Regions from separate parts of the Mus musculus genome. Here all the other regions are linked to region 1. The links are chromatin contacts, called in public Hi-C and HiChIP or PLAC-seq maps. All regions are on one chromosome and are shown on one strand. The core of a region is the stretch at or near the end of the contact, and the rest is flanking DNA. Distances in the headings are between cores, read along the strand shown. Region 1 holds the start of Higd1a (HIG1 domain family, member 1A). Region 2 holds the start of Rpl14 (ribosomal protein L14). Region 3 holds the start of Tmem42 (transmembrane protein 42). Region 4 holds the start of Kif15 (kinesin family member 15).

Evidence for each region. Hi-C and Micro-C count contacts between places; a contact is called where the count stands out from the background. HiChIP or PLAC-seq counts read pairs in DNA pulled down with a chosen protein or histone mark.
Region 2: a Hi-C map of muscle stem cells shows a contact between it and region 1, with 7 times the contacts expected there. The contact joins the promoter of Rpl14 here to the promoter of Higd1a in region 1. A contact is called at or near these places in 6 of 39 promoter capture datasets (the 3T3-L1 cell line, the HPC-7 cell line, erythroid cells and 2 more), 2 of 484 Hi-C or Micro-C datasets (CD4 T cells and muscle stem cells), 2 of 115 datasets of contacts at active chromatin or transcription factors (astrocytes and embryonic forebrain) and 1 of 9 other capture datasets (adipose tissue).
Region 3: an H3K27ac HiChIP or PLAC-seq map of extraembryonic endoderm stem cells shows a contact between it and region 1, with 6 times the contacts expected there. The contact joins the promoter of Tmem42 here to the promoter of Higd1a in region 1. A contact is called at or near these places in 1 of 39 promoter capture datasets (embryonic stem cells), 1 of 484 Hi-C or Micro-C datasets (embryonic stem cells) and 2 of 115 datasets of contacts at active chromatin or transcription factors (embryonic stem cells and extraembryonic endoderm stem cells).
Region 4: a contact with region 1 is called in an H3K27ac HiChIP or PLAC-seq map of embryonic stem cells, with 7 times the contacts expected there. The contact joins the promoter of Kif15 here to the promoter of Higd1a in region 1. A contact is called at or near these places in 1 of 39 promoter capture datasets (stem cell-derived epiblast-like cells), 1 of 484 Hi-C or Micro-C datasets (erythroblasts) and 3 of 115 datasets of contacts at active chromatin or transcription factors (embryonic stem cells and extraembryonic endoderm stem cells).

The regions. Positions count from the first base shown.
Region 1 is chr9:121,855,557-121,861,307 of GRCm38.p6, forward strand. Higd1a (HIG1 domain family, member 1A) reads right to left here and starts at 2,240. Exons shown (of 4, transcript NM_019814.5): 1 at 1,956-2,240. It overlaps Gm47112 (predicted gene, 47112), which reads left to right and starts at 2,191. Exons shown (of 1, transcript NR_168944.1): 1 at 2,191-3,652.
Region 2 is chr9:120,568,672-120,574,422 of GRCm38.p6, forward strand. Rpl14 (ribosomal protein L14) reads left to right here and starts at 2,846. Exons shown (of 6, transcript NM_025974.2): 1 at 2,846-2,870; 2 at 3,425-3,526; 3 at 4,097-4,191; 4 at 4,905-5,004; 5 at 5,093-5,146; 6 at 5,424-5,751. The coding sequence starts at 2,868. The coding sequence ends at 5,723.
Region 3 is chr9:123,018,178-123,023,928 of GRCm38.p6, forward strand. Tmem42 (transmembrane protein 42) reads left to right here and starts at 3,149. Exons shown (of 3, transcript NM_025339.4): 1 at 3,149-3,393; 2 at 3,989-4,135; 3 at 4,662-5,314. The coding sequence starts at 3,202. The coding sequence ends at 4,796. Kif15 (kinesin family member 15) reads left to right here. Exons shown (of 35, transcript NM_010620.1): 35 at 1-556.
Region 4 is chr9:122,948,985-122,954,735 of GRCm38.p6, forward strand. Kif15 (kinesin family member 15) reads left to right here and starts at 2,097. Exons shown (of 35, transcript NM_010620.1): 1 at 2,097-2,168. The coding sequence starts at 2,150. It overlaps 1110059G10Rik (RIKEN cDNA 1110059G10 gene), which reads right to left and starts at 2,016. Exons shown (of 3, transcript NM_025419.4): 1 at 1,821-2,016; 2 at 1-85. The coding sequence starts at 1,928.

The DNA of each region.
Region 1 (5,751 bases), core at 990-3,489:
GCAACACTCTGTCTCAAGACAACAACAAAAATAATGAAATCAAATTTACAAAAGACGCCCATCAGGCATGACAGGGCAGATGTCAGGCAAGAAGCTGAAGATGAGTCTGGAGCACAAAGAAAGCCACATGGATAGAACTGTAATTATATGACCCAGTGGATAAGGCATTTACTCCAATGCAAAGGTACGAATTTGTACCAATTATATATGCATTTGGCTACCAGAAAGGGCTACAAAAAGATGAGGAAACTGAAGAGTGTGCTGTGGTGGAAATTGCATGTAATGTCAGTATCAGACTACGGGAAGCAGGAGATCTCAAGTTTGAAGCTAGCCTGGGCTACACAGCAAAACCATGCTGGAAGAGGAGGAGGAAGAAGAAGAGAAGGAAGAGGTGGTAGTGGTGGTAGTATTTATGAAATATAGCCACTTAGGTGAAAAGGAAAGGACATGCTTTAAAACTCACGGTCAATAAGCTCAAATCATAACTTAAGTGTAAGAAATTAAGTAAGAGATGATGATCAATATCCTTATTTTACAGGTGGATAAATGAGTTTGAATTATATGACCATAATATAAGGGTCATGTGGATTGTTCCACACCAGGAATATATTTCTGGAAGGTAGGATTACAATCTGACTCCCCACATACAGTCCACAGTTTTGTTTGACAATTTATTTATTGTTAAATGAACATTTTTATGTTACAGGTGTAAATCTGAACTGAAAATATAAAAATTCATACTGTCTTTGAACTGTAAAAACTGTGTACATTACACCTATAGTTAAATGGGCTATTCTCTCTTCAGTTAAATTATCTAACAATTTCAATTCCAAGTTAAAAAGATTTTTTCCCACTAGATTTTTTTTTATTATCTCACTCACCCAATGACTGACCTATATCTGTCAGAAAGTAGAACATATTTTTATTTTTAAGTCAGCAATAACCAGATATTCAAACTTAGTTTGCTGAGCACATTATTCTGTAAGGCCAGGCATAACTACTGACACACTTTTCCAAAGGCATGGCAACCTAGAAGAGGTAAATAAGAAAATGGTTGGGCATCAGGTGATATAACAGCTGAAGACTCTTCCCAGCATGTCCCTTTGGTCCTAAGAACTATTACCTAAAATAGTAAATTTTAAATTCTGATTTTGCCTAAGTTACCTGTCAGCTTGTGCAAAATGGCTTCTCTGAGATTGTGATTCAAACGGCCAGGGGCACAACACTAGGATTTGTATCTTAAGAAGCCCTTTCAAGTTATACTGTGCAGAGAAGACCTTCTAGCACATTCCAGGAGCACCGAGAACCTTTTGAACCTGTCAAGAATTTGCATCCAAACTGTCAATTTGCAGGGGGCCTCAGTAGTCCGGGAAGCAGATTCCCGGGTAGGGATCACCCCCTCAAAGAGAGGACTGCTTTCCACCCCAGGAATAAACGAGGGAAGCAGAGAACAGAATCGAGTCACCCGGACGGCTGGCACACCTGAACCTTAGTCGTGCTTTTGTGATCTCTGCACCCCGTTCCCTTGTCAGGGGCATTCGCATTCCGCCACAGCCTTCCCTCCTCCATCCGGTGACACAGGGTCACGTAAGGTCTGCGCAAACCCCGGGTGGCGCCCGGGAAGGCCAGGCCGAGGTGCCCGAGCGCTGCGCCCTGCCTCACCTCCCACCTTCTTGTGACCTTGTCCAGACTCCTAGACCCGTGCGATCGCGCTCCCTCTCCCTCTCCTCCCACTGCTCCCGGGATCCCCGAAGCTGGCACCAGCCCGGTCCCCGTTTGCCATCGTTGCCTCCTCCGCGACTCTCGTTCCCTCGGCCACGATCCGCTCCAGAAGCTCCGGCCTCCTTCCTCCGGCTCCACATGCACTGGCCGACGGGGACCCCAAGTCCTCCGCCCACCCGAGGGACCCCCCGCCCCGCAGCCCTCGCCTCCCGCCCGGCTCCCGCTTCACTCACCGAGACGCGGGGTCCCTTCCAGTCCTGCCGGTTTCTGGCCGCCACCCGAGTGCGAGAACACCGGCTTCGCCTGCTGCGGCCACTGCTCGCCCCAGCCAATCAGAAGCCAGCAGCCGGCGAGGCCGGGCCAGAGACTCCCTTTACGTGCGAGGGGCGGTGGGCGTGGTCACTTGTAGCGCGGCGCCCATTGGCTGGGGGGCCGGCCCGGTTCGTGGCGGCGCGCGCTGTTCGTGTCAGACGTGAGGCCTGGGCGGCAGTGCTGGCGCGGTGCCGCCTGGCGGCCGCTGCCTCCCAACCCCAATTGCCTCGAGGTTCTCGCGACCGGTTCGCTGGGCTCCGCGAACGCCACGCACGCAGGCTAGACCGGCTTAGGTGAGCCGAGCGGCCCGCCCGAGCGGGAGCATGCGCCGTCGGGGCGCCTTTGGGTCCCTCCCCGGAGCTGGTGGTGGCCGGAGAGCAGTGACCTCACACATGCCTGGGGAGGAGTCTGATGGGGCAGGCAGCTTCCGGGGCGGGGCTTCGTGTGGGCTCCGGGGATGGCAGACACCGACAGCCCCACTATGGGACGTGTCTGTCCAAGACTCTCAGCGTAGCAGAACATGGCGGCCTCTGAGAGAGGTAGGCTACTGGTAGGTACTCAACTTTGAGTGACTTCAGGGAGAGGAACAATTGTCTCCTCACCCCGAATAGAGCACCAACCACGGACAAGAGAAAGGATTCCGTCTTGTCTACCCTGCCCACCCCTTGCCCCGCCAGAGGCAGCTCTGCAGAGGGCTTCTTCCCCCTTTGTGCACCGATTATATAAACTGGCAAGAGGAACCACAGTGAATCGGCTAACTTTCTAACTTCCCCATACCTCAATGTTTCTTTTCTTTGTAAACTAATTTTATTACATTTACTTGTGTGAACATTTGCTGAGGTCAGAGGACAACCTTCACCAGTCACCTCCTAATGTCTGGACCCTGGGGCTAGAACTCTGATTGTGGGATTTGGTGGCCTTTACCCAGTGAACCATCTTGTTGGGCCCTCAATACGTTTCTTGAATTTCCTGAAGGCTGGTGTAGTCTTATGAGCCACCTTCCAATAACTACATAACAGGTGTCATGACTGAATATTAAAATTTTGTATTACCATTTTATTTATTGTGGGGAGGGGCACATGTGCTATGGCAAATGTGTGGAGAGCAGAGGACAACATGAAGGGACCTGTTGTTTCCTTTGCCCACAGGTTCCAAGGATCAAACACAGGTTAAAAATTATTTGAGTTAAGTCATATGTAGGAAACATTCCATGTTATACATGATAAAACTCTATGCCTGTGGCTGGAGAGTTGTCCCAGTGATTTAAAGGCACTTGTTACTCTTCTTACAAGAGGATCCAGGTTCAGTTCCTGACACTCAACGTGAGGCTCCCAACCATCCCAACTCAGTGGAACTCAAACCCTCTTTTGACTGCTTCAGGCACCAGGCATGTATATATGATGCACATACATGTATACATGCAGGCAAGATACACATATTTTTAAAATAAAACTTTTATGGTGGTGCACACCTTTAATCCTAGTATTTAGGAGGGAGGCAGGTGGATCTCAGAGTTCAAGTCCTTCCTTGTCTACAGTACAAGTTCCAGGACAGCCAGGACTACACAGAGAAGCCCTGGTTCAAAGAACAAAAATGAAATAAAGCTTTCCATACCTTGGATATGTGGCAGCTTTGTGTCTTTGAAAGTATGTTCTTTGTATGGGTGTGCTAAACACAGCTTTGCTGAGCAGGAGTCAGTGGTGGTAAACGAAGAAAGACCTGACTAGAGAAAGCATGTTCCATAGGAGATCGGCAGTGCCCTGCTCTGAGTTTCTGCTGAGGCTGACTGAGCCTTGCCTGGAGTAACTGTTTTCTACACCAACACTTTGTTCAATTTCTAAAATCTCTTGCTAAGGCAGGATGCTTACCTGGGTAAGTAGATAACCACCAGATGTTGGACATACAGCTTATCACAAAGAACATTCAACTGTGCTGCACAGACCACAAGACATGGATGTATATACACCAATGAAAAAGCACCGTCTTATGAAGTCATCAGATTAAATCAGAACACTTGGACATACCAAAACCATATCAGAGAAACCAGGCCCACAAGCTTAGCAAACACACTAGACCAAAGAATGATGGAACTTCCTCACCTGAGTCATAGGACAAGAGGTAGTGCTGGGCGTAGTGACACTTACAGCCCCAGAACTTGGTAGTCTGAAGAGAATTGCAAGTTTGAAGCCAGCAAGACTGTGTGGTAAAACTAAAACAGGAGGACCTTGCTCTGGCATCTGACCTGTCATTGAGTCACTCTACGTTTTCCACTGTATGGATTCCTGATTCTGTTCCAGGAACTTCATCTGAGTACACCACCCTGCCTGATTTGCCCACTAGAACTATATAGGTGTCTAGAATGCTGTACCTTAAACCAGCTGTGCACCTAGGCAGCCTAGTGCTCTGAATAGCTTATTGATGATTCCTTGATGCCTAGCCGTCAGTAGTGATACTACACGAGTGCTAACTCTCTGCCTTACCCTGTAATAGGGCCTCTGAAACCCAGGATGGTCACAGCCTTTTCTTAGTAGTTCTAGGATCGGTATAATTTTGTGTGGCATGAAACGTGGAATCTGAGAGTAAGTAACTAAGATTGGAATGGAGGGCTGTGAGAGATGACTCAGTGGTTAGGGGCACTGGCTGTTCTTCCAGAGGACCAGGGTTCAAATCCTAGAATGCACGTGGCAGCTCACAACTGTTTGTAACTCTACTTCTAGAGGATCCCACACACTCACACAGACATACATGCAGGCAAACACCAGTGCACATTAAATAAAAATGAAAAGAATTAGAATGGAATAAAAGGAATTGACTGGTGGTCATGTTCCCAAATGAAATCAAGACTACTTGGTGCTTGAAGCTTATGAAATGGACATAGCTATGGCTTTATTATTATTCAATAAACTCTTGACATTATGGAAAGATATAAATGTGATTGATTATGGTATAACTTGCTTATAATATTAAAATTATCTTCATTAACCAATAATGAAGATAAACCTAAAATCATTCATCCTTTGATCCTATAAATATAAAGGTCAACACTAACAATGACCAAAGCATATTCATTTTGACAAGGAATTTGTACACTTCAGAGTACTTTAGCTAACTTGTCAGTTTCCAGAAAATGAAATATAGGCTCCTTTGGATCTGAGTGGAAGTCCCAAGTTAACACATACAAACAGTGACCCTGGACTTCTAAAAGATACCACTATTTAAAAAAACAAAACAAAACAAAACAAAACAAAAAAAACCCAGGATCTCATTGAATAACTTAGGCTGGCCTCAAACTTGCAATATTCTTGCCCCAGCCTCATTCTTGTTGGGATTCAAATGGGTCCTCCCCACGCCTGAGAAGTGACTTGCCTTTTCTGTTTATGAACTATGAGTACCAGTTGTGAATGAGGACCTCATACCTGGCATGAAAAGTGGAGATTTTGTGTGACAAGGCAGACCTCCTCCTTGGAGCCTCTGTAGAAAGTACATGTACCTATTAAACCAATTACTTACAGAAACAGGGCTGGTGTATTACCTAGGAAGTCAGGGCCAGTGAAAGGCTCAGCTCGCTGTCAAGCTGAGTGACCTGAGTTGGGACCCACATGGTGGATCAGCTCCTGGAAGTTGTTCTGTGTCTTCCACATGTATGTTGAGGCATGTGTCTTAGTCAGGGTTTCTATTCCTGCACAAACATCATGACCAAGAAGCAAGTTGGGGAGG
Region 2 (5,751 bases), core at 1,596-4,095, 1.3 Mb before region 1:
GAAAGCCACACTTCCCCATATCCATACACTGTCCCAGCTATCCCAACTCTAATGGCCCTTATGGCTGTGCTCCTCCTACGGATACCCAGACCCTACACCATACCCCAAGTGTCTACCATGAAGACACACACAGTCTCACACACACACATACACACATACTGTCTCACACATACTCTAGTACTACACACTCACACACACACACACAGAGCACCCCAGACAAGACCCCTGGCTCTCCACTACAGCTCACACTGAGGTAGTGTTTTTCACACGTTCACACCTAATCTCCAGCTCAGACCTGAAAGCACTGGTACAGTGGTGGGACTGCAAGTGTGTTCCACAACACCCAGCATACAGAGGAAACTCTTAAATGCCATTTCACAGAGGGAAAGAGATAAGAGGTTAATCTAACCAATATCTCAACGCCAGAGAGGGGCCCAGGGAGGAGCTGAGTCAGCTCACTGCAGTGCTGCCCAATCAGGCCTGTCTCACTCCCCACCCCCAGCTCTGGGATTACAAGATAATTCTACCACACCTAGCTGTCTTTCTTTCTTTTTCCTAATGTGGGCTCCAGGAGTTGAACTAGGTTCTCATGGCAAGCTCCTTACCAAGTAGGCCACTTCCCCTACTTGTTTTCTTTTCTTTTTTTTTTTGTTTTATGAGACAGGGTTTCTCTGTGTAGCCCGGGCTGTCTTGGAACACACTCTGTAGACCAGGCTGGCCTCGAACTCAGAGATCTGCCTGCCTCTGCCTCCTGAGTGCTGGGATTAAAGGCGTGTGCCACCACGCCCGGCTCCATACTTTGTTTTCATTTGAGAAAGTTTTGCCATGTGGCCCGGCTGGTGCTTACTATGTATGCCAGGCTAATCTCAAGCTCTTGGCACTTTCTACCCAAGCCTGCTGCGTGCTGGGATTATAGCCATGCACCACTGCACATGGCTTATATGCAATATTTTTACTTGTGAATTTGAGGTTTCATCTAAGGCTTCCTTTCCAAAAAAAAAAAAAAAAATGACCTAATAATAAAAAAAATCAAGGAAATATAAGAGCTGCATGTTTAAGAACAACAGGTGAACTTTTTTCTTTCCCTGAACCACTGTGATTGACTTTAAGTGTATTCATTTTGGTAGTTTGGGGTTTGAATCCTGGTTCCCACGTGCCCCAGGAAAACTCTTCCCTGCTCTGCCACACTCCCGAGTCCACTGCTGGTTGGTTCCTGTCTCATCCCCCAAGCTCCCGGCAGTGAAGCTTTCCAGGACCGAGCTCTCCAGGACCCGCCGGCCGAGTGCATGAGTTGCAGGTGGCAAGGATTCTCCGTCCCTCTTGTCTGGAACATCTTTTCACTGAGCTCTCGGCATCTGTCCTGACTGAGAGCTTTTCCTTGGGATTCCTCACTCAGTACCGCTTCACTCTTCAGCAAAAGCAGACTCGTTAGGATGAGGAATTTATTGAGAGAGGCTGGCAGCTCATAATCTTCTGTTAACTCCTGTTCCAGAGGATGTGATGCCCTCTCCTGGCCTCTGCAGGTACTAAGTTTGTTTGCGCTTGGTGCTCACAAACACCCATACACATAAAATAAAATAAAATAAAATAAAATAAAATAAAATAAAATGTCTGAAATGGGGTTCGTTCAGAGCCACAGAGATGACTAGCAGTTGAATGCTTTCTTGAGTTCTGTTTCCAGCTCATTCATAGCTCTAGCTTTAATGGCCTCCAAGGGGACTATTCCTCCACACACATAAAAGAGTATGTAAAGTGCTTAATGTTGTAAAGGCCTGAATTTGGATCCCCATCACACACATGAAGAGTTAGGAAGAGTTAGGATCGATGGCCTGCAGTGGTCATCCTGGGGAGGTAGAGACAAGTGTGCCCCTGGGGCTCAGTGACCAGCATGCCTATCTGAACTGGCAAACTCTGGGTTCAGTGAGAGGCTGTCTCATAAAGACCGGAAGAAGAGTGACTGAGGAAGGCACCCAGTGTGCTCCTTTGCTCTTGTTTACTTGACACAGCTAGGGTCCTCTGGGAGGAGGGAGCCCCACTTGGAGGAATGCCTCCATAAGAGGCATATCTGTGAAATATATTCCCTTTCCCCCGCCCGCCTCCCCCCACCCCCCGGCCTATTTATTATATGTAAGTACACTGTAGCTGTCTTCAGACACCCCAGAAGAGGGCGTCAGATCTCACTACAGATGGTTGTGAGCCACCATATGATTGTTGGGATTTGAACTCAGGACCTCTGGAAGCGCAGTCAGTGCTCTTAACAGCTGAGTCATCTCTCCAGCCCTGTGTCTTTGGACTTTTAAGACAATGTCTCAGTATGTCTCCTTGGTAGGGGAAGCGGCCTTAAATCCAGATTTGCTTCCGCCTCTGCCTCCCGAGGGCTGGGATTAAGGGCGAGCGCCAGCACCCTCGGCTGTGTCTTAATTATATCCTGTGTATACAGAAGAAAAGGGAAGTGGGCTGGGGACAGACAGTTCATCCTATGAGTCCTTCCTATCCCTAAAGTTCTCAGGAGTGACCGCCCTGTCATGCCAACATTTGGGAGACTGAGGCAGGAGCATTGCTGCGAGCGAGCCTGCTTGGATTATACAGTGTGGAAGGCCTACACTAAAAGGCCTTGTCCCCAAAATCCCAAACCCAAACAAAATAGAAAGGAGAAATTACAACGCCAAGCTCACTGCACGTGTCTGAGGAGAAGCAGTCCATAGAGAGCCGGAACCGCCATGTCATAACCCAGTGAGCATGCGTAAAAGCACGCACGTTTCCCCGTCGACCAATCGGTGGGCACGCTGGACGTCGGGGGCGGGGCTTCTGCCGACACATGCGCACGGCAGGGCGGGCCCTCTCTCTTCTCGCTGAGCGCCGCCAACATGGTGAGTGTGTGTGCCGAGAGCTCCGAGTGCGGCCGTCGCGACGCCCGTCTTCTGCCCCGGGCGGGGGAGCCCCGGCGTGGAGTGGCTCTGCGCGACCCGGCCAGCGCGTGGGGAGGCAGCGGGGCGTGGAACCCAGCCCGCAGGGAGCGCGGCTCGCGTGGACCGCACTACCGGGGCCACGCGTGCGCAGTGGCGGGAGTGGCTGGGCCTGAGGTCCGGGGATGGCGGCGCTGCTGCGGCCTCGGACCTGCCCGGCGGCCTGGCTCCTCATGAGCTCCCTTCAGTTCTTTTTCTCCGGAAAAAGCGAACCGGGGAGTGGTTCAGTGGATTGAACGATGAATTAATTGTATGAGAACTAAAGGAGTATCAAACATGGGTAAGAGCGGATCCAGGGAGCTCGTGTGCTGGGAAAGTGGCCACGGGATACTTGAAGTTAAAAAATGCTGGCTACTAAGTTCAAACTCGTCTCCCAGGGCGGCCCCGAGCCCTGTGTTGCCGGTAAGCAGCGGACTTGGAATATTTAAAGCCAACCCTTGTTTCTTTTCCTGTTTTAGGTGTTCAGGCGTTACGTGGAGGTTGGCCGGGTGGCCTACATTTCCTTCGGGCCCCATGCTGGAAAGCTGGTCGCAATTGTAGATGTCATTGATCAGAACAGGGTACGTGTGGGACGGAGTATTTTACAATCTTTATTTAACGTGGCCGTAAGATCGACAGCACCGTAGATGTTACTCAGGGTAGCTAGAGTGGTCCTTGGGTGGAGTTCTTTAGATTACAGGTTTACCATTGAGGAAACACTGGCCACGGAGTTTGAAGCACTGGGTAGAGTTAGCTCATCTTACAGCACTAATTCACCGGGTAAACGAGGCAGGCAAATGCAGGTGAGTTTAAATGAGGTAACTGAGAAGACTTCAGTGAGCTGGAGGTGCGGCTCTGTTGGTAGAGTGCTTGCTAGAGTCCCTGGATTCTAAAGATAGATGTGGCTCCTGCTACCTCAGGCTCTGGGAGGATAAGGTAGGAGAAGCAGGAGTTTGCCACTAGCCTGGGCTGCTTGACCTTGTCTGAAAATACCACAGTGGAGGCTTTTAGGATACTGGGTTCACAAACGTGCATTTTCTTCATTTGAATGGTAATGTACATTTCGTCCAGAAAGGGCTAGAAATTACGTAGAGGTTACAGCCATCTTGAACTTTAGATGCCTGTCTGAGGTCCTTGATTTTGTATCCTAGGCTTTAGTGGATGGACCCTGTACTCGGGTGAGGAGGCAGGCCATGCCCTTCAAATGCATGCAGCTCACTGACTTCATCCTCAAGTTCCCACACAGGTAACACCTTGTTCTAAGTTGCTTTTCAGTTTGGTGCCACAGTCTATATATACACGGATAATACAGATGGTTTGGAGCCAACCAAGGAAAGGGGCCTATATCTAACAAACAGACTTACTGACTTAAAATTGCCCAGGTCGTTTTGCCATTATGAAGTTCCTGTTTGGGTCCCGTGTCTCCCCCCCCCCCACACACACACACACACAATAAGTTCCGTGAAAATGTCTGCTCTCATATATCCAAATTGGCCCCAAATTTGCAGTCTTCTGGTCTGAGTCACCTTAGTGATGGGGTTTGTTGTGTTTTAGAGGGGTGCAGATTAAGACTGTCCTGCAGCACTGTGTGGTTGTCATCAGCAATGATTGGTACAATGAAGCACCTGCTGTAATGAGCCACCACAGAGTGGATTTAACCTGGGTGGTCTCTGAGACAGATGCCAACTGAGGGGTGCTGGTGGAGTGGTTATGGTCACCATGTACCGGAGTGACTACAGGTGAATCTAGGGTTCACCGAAGCGCAGAAGTTTTTAGTGGTTAAGAAACTTAGCCAAGTTAATGTGCAAAATATAGCAGGTGTAAGGAGCAGCTTTTGTTATTTACAAAGGGACATGGTTTTATGCACACGTGTGAGCAGTGGTAAGTGTACTTTGAAATATTTTTTTGACATGACCTACCATAAAGCTGATTGAGTAATATGTGACTTGATCTTCATAGTGCCCGCCAGAAGTATGTCCGAAAAGCTTGGGAGAAGGCGGATATCAATACGAAATGGGCAGCCACAAGATGGGCCAAGAAAATTGATGCCAGAGAAAGGGTAAAGGCACAAAGCTTTGAGTTCTGGAGGGCGGGATGTGCTTGAGATGTCAGGGGAGATCAGTTGAGTTTTGTTTTTCTTTTAACAGAAAGCCAAGATGACAGACTTTGATCGTTTCAAGGTCATGAAGGCAAAGAAAATGGTAAGTCTTCAGATGTACATTTATATTGGCTGTAGGGTAATGAGGGAAGAGTAGCCAGTCCCTATTTTGTGGTGTTGTGTGTAATTGATGTTTATAGCTCTTGATAGGTTAGGGCCAGCAAGATTGCTCAGGGTAAAAGTAGCTGGCTTAATGACCAAATGAGTCTTGGAAATAATCTCTCTATAGTTTATGTGTGTGGAAGCAGTTTAATTTCTAACAATGGACATAAGGCGTATTGTTGTGTGAGTGTAGCAAGTGCTCTTCTGTGTTTTTTCAGAGGAACAGAATAATCAAGACTGAAGTAAAGAAACTTCAAAGAGCTGCTATCCTGAAAGCTTCTCCCAAAAAAGCAGCTGTGGCCAAAGCTGCCATTGCGGCGGCTGCAGCTGCTGCTGCTGCTAAAGCTAAAGTCCCAGCCAAGAAGGCCACAGGACCAGGCAAGAAGGCTGCAGGCCAGAAGGCTCCTGCTCAGAAGGCTGCAGGCCAGAAGGCAGCACCTCCTGCTAAAGGTCAGAAGGGTCAGAAGACCCCAGCCCAGAAAGCACCTGCTCCAAAGGCGGCTGGCAAGAAAGCGTGAGGCTACACAGAATAATAAAGGTTCTTTT
Region 3 (5,751 bases), core at 1,899-4,398, 1.2 Mb after region 1:
AAGTGGGATTGTATTTGCTCACATGGTAGAACTAAACTAAAAGACCTTAACTATGAATCATGGTGCGCACTAATCCCGAGTGTTCCGATGGATAGTGTGCATGCAAACTCAGCAGCCTGTTAAGTAACAATGCATTCCAAGTCATGTGTACATTCTGGAAGACCCTTAAAAGTCTGTAGCTGAGGTCTCTGGTGAATTCTAGTCAGGTCCTTTTCTTCTTTTTTTATTTACTTTATTTTATTTTTTTTTTTTTTGGTTTTTTGAGACAGGGTTTCTCTGTATAGCTCTGGCTGTCTTGGAACTAACTAACTCTGTAGTCCAGCCTGGCCTCGAACTCAGAAATCTGCCTGCCTCTGCCTCCCGAGTGCTGGGATTAAAGGTGTGCGCCACCACGGCCAGTGGGTCCTTTTCTTCTTAGATTCGCCTTTGATAAACTCGCTGTGAATCCGATGGCTGTTTTGTATTGAACTTGTTCATATATATTGGTTTGTTTTGTAACTGTTATGGCCATTTTCTACATGTCCAGTTTTTCAAATAAAATCTTTTTTAAAAACAATGTGTATAAATACTATGCCTTTGTGTATGTACATGTACCACATGTGTGCCTAGCACCCTTTGAGGTCAGAAGAGGGTGTCAGATCTCCTAGAATTAGTTATTAGTGGTTGTGAGCCACCATTCCAGTACTGAGAACCAAACCCAGGCCCTCTGCAAGAACAAGTGTTTTTAATCTCTTAGCTAACTCTCCAGCCCTAGTTTTGAGGGCTATCTTAGTCGGGGTTTCTATTCCTGCACAAACATCATGACCAAGACGCAAGATGGGGAGGAAAGGGTTTATTCAGCTTACACTTCCATAGTGCTGTTCATCACCAAAGGAAGTCAGGACTGGAACTCAAGCAGGAGCTGATGCAGAAGCCATGGACGGATGTTCTTTACTGGCTTGCTTCCCCTGGCTTGTTCAGCCTGCTTTCTTATAGAACCCAAGACTACCAGCCCAGGGATGGCACCACCCACAAGGGGCCTTTCCCCCTTGATCACTAATTGAGAAAATGCCTTACAGTTGGATCTCATGGAGGCATTTCCTCAACTGAAGTTCCTTTCTCTGTGATAACTCCAGCTGTGTCAAGTTGACACAAAACCAGCCAGTACAAGGGCCATAGTAACCAAAGCTATAGGAGAAGCAGGGTCTCATGTAATCCAGGTTTGCTTTTAAACTCCCTTAAGTTCCTGATCCCCCTGCCTCTGCCTCCAAAGTCCTAGGATTTTAGTTACACACCGTCACACCCAGGCCAATCAGGTTCTGACATGGATACACAAATAATACCCTAAATCAACCCCCTAACTTTCCTTGGTTTAAATCACTAATTTTGGAAGTCATATAGCTAGACAATACACTGTTGCCCACTTTTTCTCTACAGAGCATGCATAAGATGTGTGAATTAGTTGTCTTACTTACTTACCTTACTCTGCCAGAACATGAAGGTCATTTCTGTTAATTACCTTTATAATCCGTGGGATAAAGTCTTTGACAGATGCAGCTTAGATTTGTTTTAGCTTCTCCTATCAGTTGTTGCCACACACTATCTCCATTATTAAGTGGAATAGTACAGTGAGTACCCTTGAGTCTCAACTTCCTTATCTGCAAATTGGAGTGGTTTATACCACATAGGACTAATTGGGATAATCTATTCTTTTTATTTAAAATTTAATTTTATGTATTAATGTGTATCTGTGTTCAGGTGTATATATATGTACATGAGGATAGGTGCCTTTGGAGGCCAGAAAATAGTGGAACCCCTGGAGGTATGAGGTTGGGAGGCACTTGTGGGAAGGTTGCAAGCTGCCTAACTGCTAAGCAATCTCTCCAAACCCCAGTAATCCATCCTTTTATTTCATCCACAAAACCACCCGCATGAGAAGCAAGGTAGCATGTAAGAATGTCCATGAAAAAGCTCTTTAACAGGGAATAAAGTGTTTCTTCCAAGCCCCATACATTAAATATTATTTGTATTTTATATATCAACAAAACAAGTTTTGCTGTGTAGCCCTGGCTATGTAGAGCTATTTAGAGCAGGCTGTTCTCGGACTCACAGAGATCCACTTGCCTCTGCTTCCTCATGTGTACCAACCACCACACTTAGCTCACGTTATACACTTCTACAGCTCTCCTTTAAGGAAATGTATCCCTAACATATATCCATACACACTGCCATTGACTGAATTCAGGATTTTTCATGTATTATGGAAGCACTGAGCTATAACCCCAACTCTCCTTTATTACAAAAACAAAAACTTTTTGAGAGTCTCAAAAAGTCCTTGGCTTGCTTAGTACCTCTCTGTTGGTCAGGCTGGCCTCAAACTCAGTAATTCTACCTCAGCTTCAGAAGTGCTAGGATTACGGGTGTGTGCCACCATGCCTGGCTGCCAGCCCTCTCAAGTGAGACAATGTCTCCCTAAGTTGCTCAGGATGACCATTAACTGCCTCAGCATCCTAAGCATCTGGAATTACCGACAGTAGATGACATTTTACGGTTTGTTTGGGTTTTTTTTTTTTTTGGTTGTTTTTTCAATTTTTTTGTCGTTCTCAATTACTTTACACGAACTTAGAAGTGACTGTGCTTCTGATGGTCCAGGCAGAACAAACGTTTTCCCAAACAACGTTCTGTCTCAAGCGGCCGGTCTCCAGATCCATCATCTCCTGCGTCCACGAGGGAGCAGAGGTGCTTTGAAGGTGCAGCTTGGCTTCAGGATTAGCATGTTAGGTGCGCATCCATGTAAAGTGGCAGACCTCCCCGTCTTCTCAGAAGCAGGTTCCCCTTGACTGCAGGGCTCTTTCAGAAACAAGGTTACTTCCGCCGCAGGTTCTCCTCGGAGATAAACTCCCCTCCTCCCCAAGTTCACGTCAGCAGATTCCTCTCTCACAGTAGGTACCTCTCGGTAGCACGCTTCCTTCAGTGGCGCACGGTCCTCGCTACCGGATTCCCATCCCCCAGGTTCGCCGGAGCCGCAGGCTCTCCTTAGTCGCGGGTTTGCACACGCTGCAGGGTATGGGCTCCAGATTCCTTTCATTTGTAGGCTCGGCTCGGCTCGGCTCCGGACTCCACTGCAGCAGATTCGCCTCACTCGCCTGGCTCCGCCCTAGCCGGGCTCACGGCGGGTGGCGGCGTGCGTGGCAGTCGGCCGTGGCGGGCGCAGCGGGCCTCATGGCGGCCGGTCCGCAGTCCTCGGGTGCCGCCGTGTCTGCGGCCGCTTACCCTGACTCACCCGTGGAGTTACCCGCTCGCCTACAGAAAGGCGCGATGCGGCGCCGCTTCTGGGGCGTGTTCAACTGTCTGTGCGCCGGGGCGTTCGGGGCTCTGGCCGCCGCCGCCGCCAAGCTGGCCTTCGGGAGCCAGGTGCAGCCCGGGGCGCCACGCGGGGGCGGGGCGGGGGGAGGGCGGGGCGGGGGGAGGGCGGGGCGGGGGGAGGGCGGGGCGGGGGAGGGCGGGGCGGGGCGGGGAGGAGGGCGGCTTAACCTGGGTTCCCGCCTGCGCCCATGTTGGACCACCTGGTTTTAGGCACTGCCTCCTGGGGGAGGACCTCGAAGCCCACCTCTCAGTTTAAGTCCCCTTGCCATAGCTTTTTTAGCACGTGACACCTAAGGTGAGATAACCGGTTGCCCATCTCTTCCTGTCCTTGGCAAGAGTTCGGACTGAGCGCCTGCGGAGCTTCTGCATCAGAGAATTCGATCCTGACCTGAACAGGGGACTGCTTGATATAGATTTCTGGCGACTTACAGTCCTTTTGTAAAGTCATATCTTTCCAGAAGGCTACTCAGCTACAAGAAATTTGAGGTCTTCGTGGAAGATAACCCTGCCCCCTGTCTGCAGGCAAATTCCTCTGCCTATCAGTCAGGGTCCGCATATGCTTTGTATGAGACGTGTAAACATCTCCCAGTCTTTCAAGGTTATGCCCATGGTGGTTGTAGCTCAGTGACACTTTCTCCTGCAGGTCAATATTGGCTTATGTGTCTTAGGCATCGTTGCCATGGCAAGCGCCAATTCTCTGATGTGGACCTTCTTTAGCCGGGGCCTCAGTTTCTCTATGTCTTCAGCCATTGCATCTGTCACAGTGACTTTCTCGAACATACTTTGCTCGGTGAGTAGCCTGGTGACCTTGTTCTTAGGGTTCTTGGTGAGTTAGTTGTCCTTGGGAAACCCCTGATTTTCCAGGCTCTAGAAAGGACAGGGAGTAAAACAAAAGTTGGGCTGTCTCCAGGCAAGGAACAGTTAAACATGGAAAACTTAGGAGTGAAACCTATGTCACTCTGGGATAACACCAGCTATCTCAATCAAGAACTCTAACATTAGCTATGGGGTCTAGGGGGTCTGGTCAAGGGAACCCAGTCTTGAATTGGAAGACAGCTTAACTTGGGTTTATGATTACTGGGTACTAGCTATGTCCGTACTGGCCCTACCTGCTAGCCTGCTGAGCCTCAGTGCTCAGCTGGGGTGGTAACCTCTTACGTCCACAGAGGAGACAGAAATACGTGGATTGATCATGAAGGTGGTTGCTGGATGCAAAGCACCAGACTTTGGCCTCTAGCCCCTCAGGAAGAAATCAGCCAAGGAATGGTGGAGCCTACCAGGGTAGGCCAGGTCCCTTACAGCTGTCTCTTCCACAGGCCATCTTAGGCTACCTGCTGTATGGAGAGTGCCAGGAGATCTTATGGTGGGGAGGGGTGTTCCTCATCCTCTGTGGGCTCACCCTGATCCACAGGAAGTTTCCACCCACCTGGAAGGAGAGCAAGGAGCAGTGAGGCCAGTCGGTGGATAGACCAGACCCACTGTAAAGAGAACCATGATACCCAGCCAAGGGTTGACAAGTTGGGCTGCTTCCAGGGCGGCCTGGGAGTGCAGCCCTTAAGTGTCAGCCACATGGAGATGGTGGACCAGCCACTGGCCTCTGACCTCCTCACAGCCTGGAAAGTTAAAGCATTAGCTCCTGTAAGGGGAAGCTAACCACCACAGTATGAGGCCCAAGTCCTTCAGTGTTGGTATAGTGCCTTGATTCTTGTGCACCAGGGAATATTGGAAGACTCTGTGATCATGGGTTACACAGCAACATGGCAGGTACCTGAAAAAAACAAAAAACATGTGATTAGAATCCTGCCCTTCATGTACCCCAGCACTGGCAGTTGGCTTTCTGAAAAAACAAACAAACAAACAACAAAAAAAAAACAACTTGATGTGTCATGCCTCAGGTGGTCCGTGATGCCTATGAATCCACAGCAAAAGAAGGGAACGTGGGCTAATAAACACTTGTAAGCTAAAGCTACTGGATATGGAATTTGAGGGTTTTTTTCCAACGTGGAGGTAAGGGCCTGCACCCAGGTAGGTGAGTTCTCAGAATTGGGGTAGTGGGGTAGTGAGTACAAATGGAGATTTTCTCCATATTCATCTGGACAGGTGACAGGAAGAGCTTGCCGACACAGATCCACTGCTTCTGCTAACTGCGACCAAACCTCTCACACTCCTACAGTAGTTCCTCTCTTCATATCTCCTCTGTCCCTACATACTTGAATCCCCGCCAAACAGCTAGCATGGGAAGGTTTGCAGGTCCGTAAGGTCCGGTTCCGCTGTGTGCTTCTGTGCTGTGTGCTTCTGTGTTTGCCCTCCCCTCTGCCCCGCACTCTCTTACTTGCCCCGCTCCTGGCAACAGTCTCTGCTCCTAGGTCTAAACTCCTTTAAACTCTCAAGGGGTTCAGGACAAAA
Region 4 (5,751 bases), core at 847-3,346, 1.1 Mb after region 1:
CCTTTTTTAAAACCACTACTTGAGGCTGTTCATCTTCTTTGTCACTGTGATTGCCATCTTCATCTGGGAGCTGAGGCTGGATTTTCTACAGAAAATGTTTGATAATCTTTAACCAAACACTGCCATTGTGAGCAACTGTAATTTTTAAAGTGAAGTGGGCTGGGCAGTGGTTGTGTATACCTTTAATCCTAGCACTCAGGAGGCAGAGGCAGACCGATCTCTGTGAGTTTGAGGCCAGCCTGGTCTACACAGTGATTTCCAGGCCAGCCAAGACTACAAAGAGAAACCCTGTCTTGATAACAAAACAAACAAACAAGCAAAACTAGAACAAAAGCAAAATGGATAATGATCCTTGAAATGAATAGAAGATAAAATTTTAATTAAAAATAAACTCCAAAGAGTTTATTTTTACTATACCAGAAAACAGAAACTGGGAAACTTCTCCAGTGGGATTAATTTCTATCTAGACTATTGAAGGCAGTGCCACATCATCTTGCTTCCTCTTTTCTAATCAATATTTTTCATCCCTGTCTTGTCTGGATTTGATAAAACAACAACAACAAAAACCAACAAAACACCAACAACCTGACTTTACCATCCAAGCCACAAAAGTACAGAAAATAACAGGAAAATTATATTTTCCCCTACCTCTGCTCATTTGATATACTAACAGCTTCAGTTTTGTAGATATCTTTGTTTGTTTTTCAAGACAGGGTTTCCTCTGTTTAGCCTTCATTGCCCTGCAACTCCATTTGTAGATCAGGCTGGTCTGGAAGTCAGAGATCTGCCTGCTTCTTCATTCTGAGTTCTAGGATTCAAAGACATGTGCCACCACTGCCCAGCAGATACTATTAGCTGCTATTCAAGGACACACAAATAGTTATATAAAAGGTTTTGTACATAAACAATACTGTACATAATTGTTTAACTTTTGAAATTTATCAAACAGAAACCTAGTACTCACTGTACAAATGTAACAATTATATTTTGTCAGCTAAGTCAAAACATTTCTACTTTTTAACTAAGAAAGGTTTTGCATACTTTGAGATAAATACAGAATTATCTCATTTTTCAAGCAACTGTCTAATATTTAATTTTGGGCAGTCATCTTATGGGGAATACCCTGCATGACTTGGCCTTTGCCCACTACTATATTTTATCCCATGTAACTTTCACAGCTTCTAAGAGTCTAGACAACTAAGTTTGAGTACTCAACTGTCCATTATGTCTGTCTTTTTTTCTCAAACTGTGTCTAGGATGCTCCAGGCCATCTCTTACATAGCTAGCCCTCAAAACTAAAGAATCCCTAGATGCGCTTTTGAACACAACTGCATGTCCTCTTGTTTGACCTGTGCATAGCTTCTCGGCAGCAAGAACGCATTGTGTTTTCAATGTTACCTTCATTAGACAACCCCCTTTGAGAAGTACTGTTTCATTTCCCTATCTTGAGACACACAGCTTGGTAAACAGCAGGGGTTCTACTAGTCCTGGCTGATTCCTTCAAAGACTCCTGATTCGAGTCGTTTAATCAAGTGGCTTCGGTCTCCTTATCTGAAAAAGGGGACGACGCTGTCAATCACCTTGCTCAGGTAAAGTGAGATCCGCAAGTAAGAAAGGACAGAAAAGCTGTCTAGACTAGCTACTAGGGCTAGGTCGTTTTCAAGAATAGCACCCTGCAAGTAAGAATTCCTGGACCCGAGAGGCCAGACCTGGGGTCCGGCTGGTCGCGAGTGAGGGACCTGTCAGTTACGTCGGCACCGAGGAGCCGGAAGTGGGGTGGAGATAGAGGGTCTGACTCGGGGCGACTCCCGCGGCCTCACCTTGGTCTCTACGGTGGGCCCCTCCTTGTAGCCGACTCTCTCTTTGAAGCGGGACAGGAAGGCGGGCTCTGCGGGCCGCACATAGGACACTTGGTTCCGCTTGCTCATGGTAGTTCTGGTTCTGACCAACAATAAATAGCACTCGGCAGACTTGGCAGGGTACAAAGTGTCTGTCGCCCGCGCGGACTTCTGACGTAGACCGTGTTAGTGACGCCATCCGACCACGCCCAGGAGGCGTGGTCCGTTGGGGCGCCAAATTCAAATCTGCGGCCATCTTGAAGGGAGGATTCTGGTGGTCCTGGCGTAAGCGAATCTCGGACGGGGTCGCCATGGCCCCCGGCTGCAAATGTAAGTTGCGAGCCTGCCTGGTGAACTCATCGCCGCTGGCAGATGCCGGTGCTACGGGGCGTCACCTCTTAGGGCGCCCCGCGAGGGCGACGACGGCACACGCAGTGGGAACCCGAGTTCCTCACGGAGCGCGGGCGTCCCGCCTCGGCCACCCTACACCCGAGCGCTCTTCTCTGTGCATGGGACCCTGCTGTTTCCTTGCTGGCTTCTGGTGTCCTGAGGGCGGCCCTTGCGCTGCACTTGATGCTTGATTACCTATTTCTGCCTTTTTTGAAGGGAAGGGATTTGTGTTCCCTTCGGTGGCCTACCCTCAGAGGAGGGAACTTTAAAGCGAATTGCAACGGTCCCTTTACAACAGTTCCCATTCTTCATGCAAGACTTCATGAGTTCCTGAAACCAGAACTGTATCTTAGTACAGAACCCTATAGATAATGTGCTCTGTAAACTAAGTGTACTAAGATTAGCTAATACTAAAATACCTCAATTATAGTAATAGACAGTAATAGTTATTTGAAAGTAGTCTTTGCCTCAATTATAGTAATAGACAGTAATAGTTATTTGAAAGTAGTCTTTGACATAGTGTCTTATTATACCGGTCTTTTATCCTATGAGATTCTACGGTGTCTACTTGCTGAGAGAAATTCTGTAGACAGTATGACAGAGTTAGTATCCAAAAGTCACTTGAACACAAGCATTGTGATATAGCCACTTGATCTAATAACAAATGGCTGAGACTGTTAGGAGAGTAGTGTTTATAGTACCTGGCTAAAAAGAGTTGTGTAGCATGAGGCTTTATATTGAGACCTTGTTTAAAAAAAAAAAAAAAAAAAGGCTTAGAAATTGTTTCATTCTGAATTTTCTATTTAGTTGTTTTAGATTGTGATTGATGGCTGAGGAAAAAAACATAGAAAAAAGAAGTGCAGATTATGAGTAGACTAATATATATATTAATCTGTTTTCATCACAAAGAGATTGATTTAATCCCCCACTTCCAACGTATATGAGTGCCACCTCTTATATTGCCTATTATCTTTCTTAAATTATTTTTAATTATTGGTGTGTATGTGAGTGCACATGCATGTGTATATGTGTGCACAGCTGCGAGTGTAGTTTGTGTGTAGGTTGCTTGTGTGGGTGAAGATGGCCGTGGAGTGGTTGGATACTCTAGAGCTAGCATTATGAGTGGTTGTGAGCTTCTGAATATGGGTGCTGGCATGTGTGGTTTTTTTTTTTTTCCTTTGTTTTTCGGCTGATTATAAGATTTGAGAATAAAATGAGATACTTGAGAAAATTGTGAAATTATACATTTGAAATTTACAATAGTGTTCATGTTTGTAGCTCTTTGTCAATTGTTATTGTTTCCTGATGAATTGTTTTAGTAACCCTTTAAGTCTATTACACTGATATTTGAACAGCTCTGTGTGATCTTTTCCTCTATTTAAAGTAGCCTGTCTCCTCTACCTCTTCAGCAGTAAGAGAATTTAAGCGTACAAACTAGTACATGATAGAGCTTAAATTCTTTTTAAAATCTAGGCTCGTCTTAAGGTTTCTGTGAAGCCAGACAGGGCCTGGAGCTTCTGATCCTCAGGATTTCACCTCCCAAGTGCTAGGACAGCGATAGCCTTGTAGTCAGTCAGTAACTCCTTCGGCCTCAGCCAGTCTTCTGATTTCTACCCTCACCGATTAGTTTTACCTATTCTTGAAGCTCATGAGCATGGTACATATATTCTTTTTCTTGTTGTAGTAACTGTCCTGACACTTTGTGCCTGTGGGCACATGATAGGCAGCAGCAGCTATCACTGCTGTTTAGTGTTGTACTAGGTAAGCATGTTACAACTTGTTCTCCTTTTGATTGCCCTTTAGTTCACTCTTTTTTTTTTTTGAACTTGGGTTTCTAAGTTGAATTATCATGAGTAAAACACCTATGAATAGTGTTTAACATGTTTCTAGGCAGACACAAAAATGACCTCAAAGTTGAAAAAGATGTACAGTGAATGTATACAGAGGATTTCCTTGTAAAGCCACAACTTTATGATAGCCTCATAATAAGACTTTATACTTTAACCTTGGGTCAACAGATAGTATAGTGAGGTGGCTGATGGTAGGAAATAAGAATTCCAGAATGCCTGTGTTCAAGTCCTAGCATTTCTCAATACATCTTTTCAGGTTTCAGGAATTATACCAGAGCTGCCTACTTCTCTGAAGTTTGTTTGCTTGTTTGTTTGTTTTTTAAGACAAAATCTCTGCATAGTTTCCGACATCCTGGTACTTGGTTTATAAACCAGACTGACCTCTAACTCTGAGATCCTCCTTCCTCTGCCTCTGAGGTGGTCAGTTTCAAGCCATGCACCAGAGGCCTCTTCCCTGAAACTCTTCACTGTTGGGGTGGAGGGTTAAACGTTTTCTTTCGTGACTCTTTGTAACTCAACACAAACATGTACACACATGCCTATTTGTTGGGGTAACATGTTTTGTATACTGTGAAGGCATGTCCTGTCTCTCCTTTCCTGCCTAGCTCTAGGACATCATCAGCTCTTTATTAAAGCCAACCAGTGAACGCCTTAGGTTAAGTGAGGAAGGGCAGAGACATACCTTTCACAGCATACAAAACATTATCCCAGCTTCTCCCCCTTTAACATCTGATCACTTAAGGAGGTCTCTGCAGATCCAGAGTGGGTTCTCTTCCTGCACTTCTCCAGTTTTCGTCCCACGGAATCTAGCTGCATTTACTTTTCCAAACTCTGAACCATTTCTCCTCAGCTCAGCCAGATAAGCAAGCTCTCTGTGGACTCTCCACCTTTACTGTGCCTTGTGATCCAGAGTCACTTTACTTTGTTGTCTGTTGTCCAGTGTTGAGGACTTGTTGCATATTTTTGGTCCAGTTTCCTAGTTACTTAAGTAAATCCAGTTTTTGCTACTCCATCATGGCTGACTGATGATTGATTGAAATCAATTTGAAATTGAAATAAAATAGAAACCAAATTGAAATTGATTGAACTCCTTCTGTTCATAAGGACAAGCAACAAGATGATCTGAGATTTCAGCTGTCATAACACGAACTGATATATATATATATATATATATATATATATATATACACACACACACACACACACACATACTGTCTCTTTGTCACCAACATTTGAGAGGACTGTGAAAGGTGCTGTAGGGCTGTGGGGCGGGGTGGTTTGGTAGGCTTGTTTGTTTTCTACTTCACAGGTGTTGGGTTAAGGTATAGGTGGAAGTATAATCTCCAGAAATCAAGTTCTGTGATAACATTTTGCTTTTAATTTTTGTGTGAACAGAACAGAATCCTTATTGTCCTAGTCTCGATCATCAGAGATTTTTGTGTGCTTACTATGAATCAGGTACTTTAGGTATGCTTTATAAAGCAGAAGAATAATGCTTATTATGATAGCCAAGAAAGGGCACTGAGAGAGATACTGTGCATGAGGCGGGGTAGCAGAGAGGCTGGCAGTTTGTGTCTGTGGGCTCCACATCTGCTCATCAGTACACAGGAAATATTCAGGACAAAATACATCCATCTGTATAGAATATGTACAGAATTGTTTTCTAGTCATTC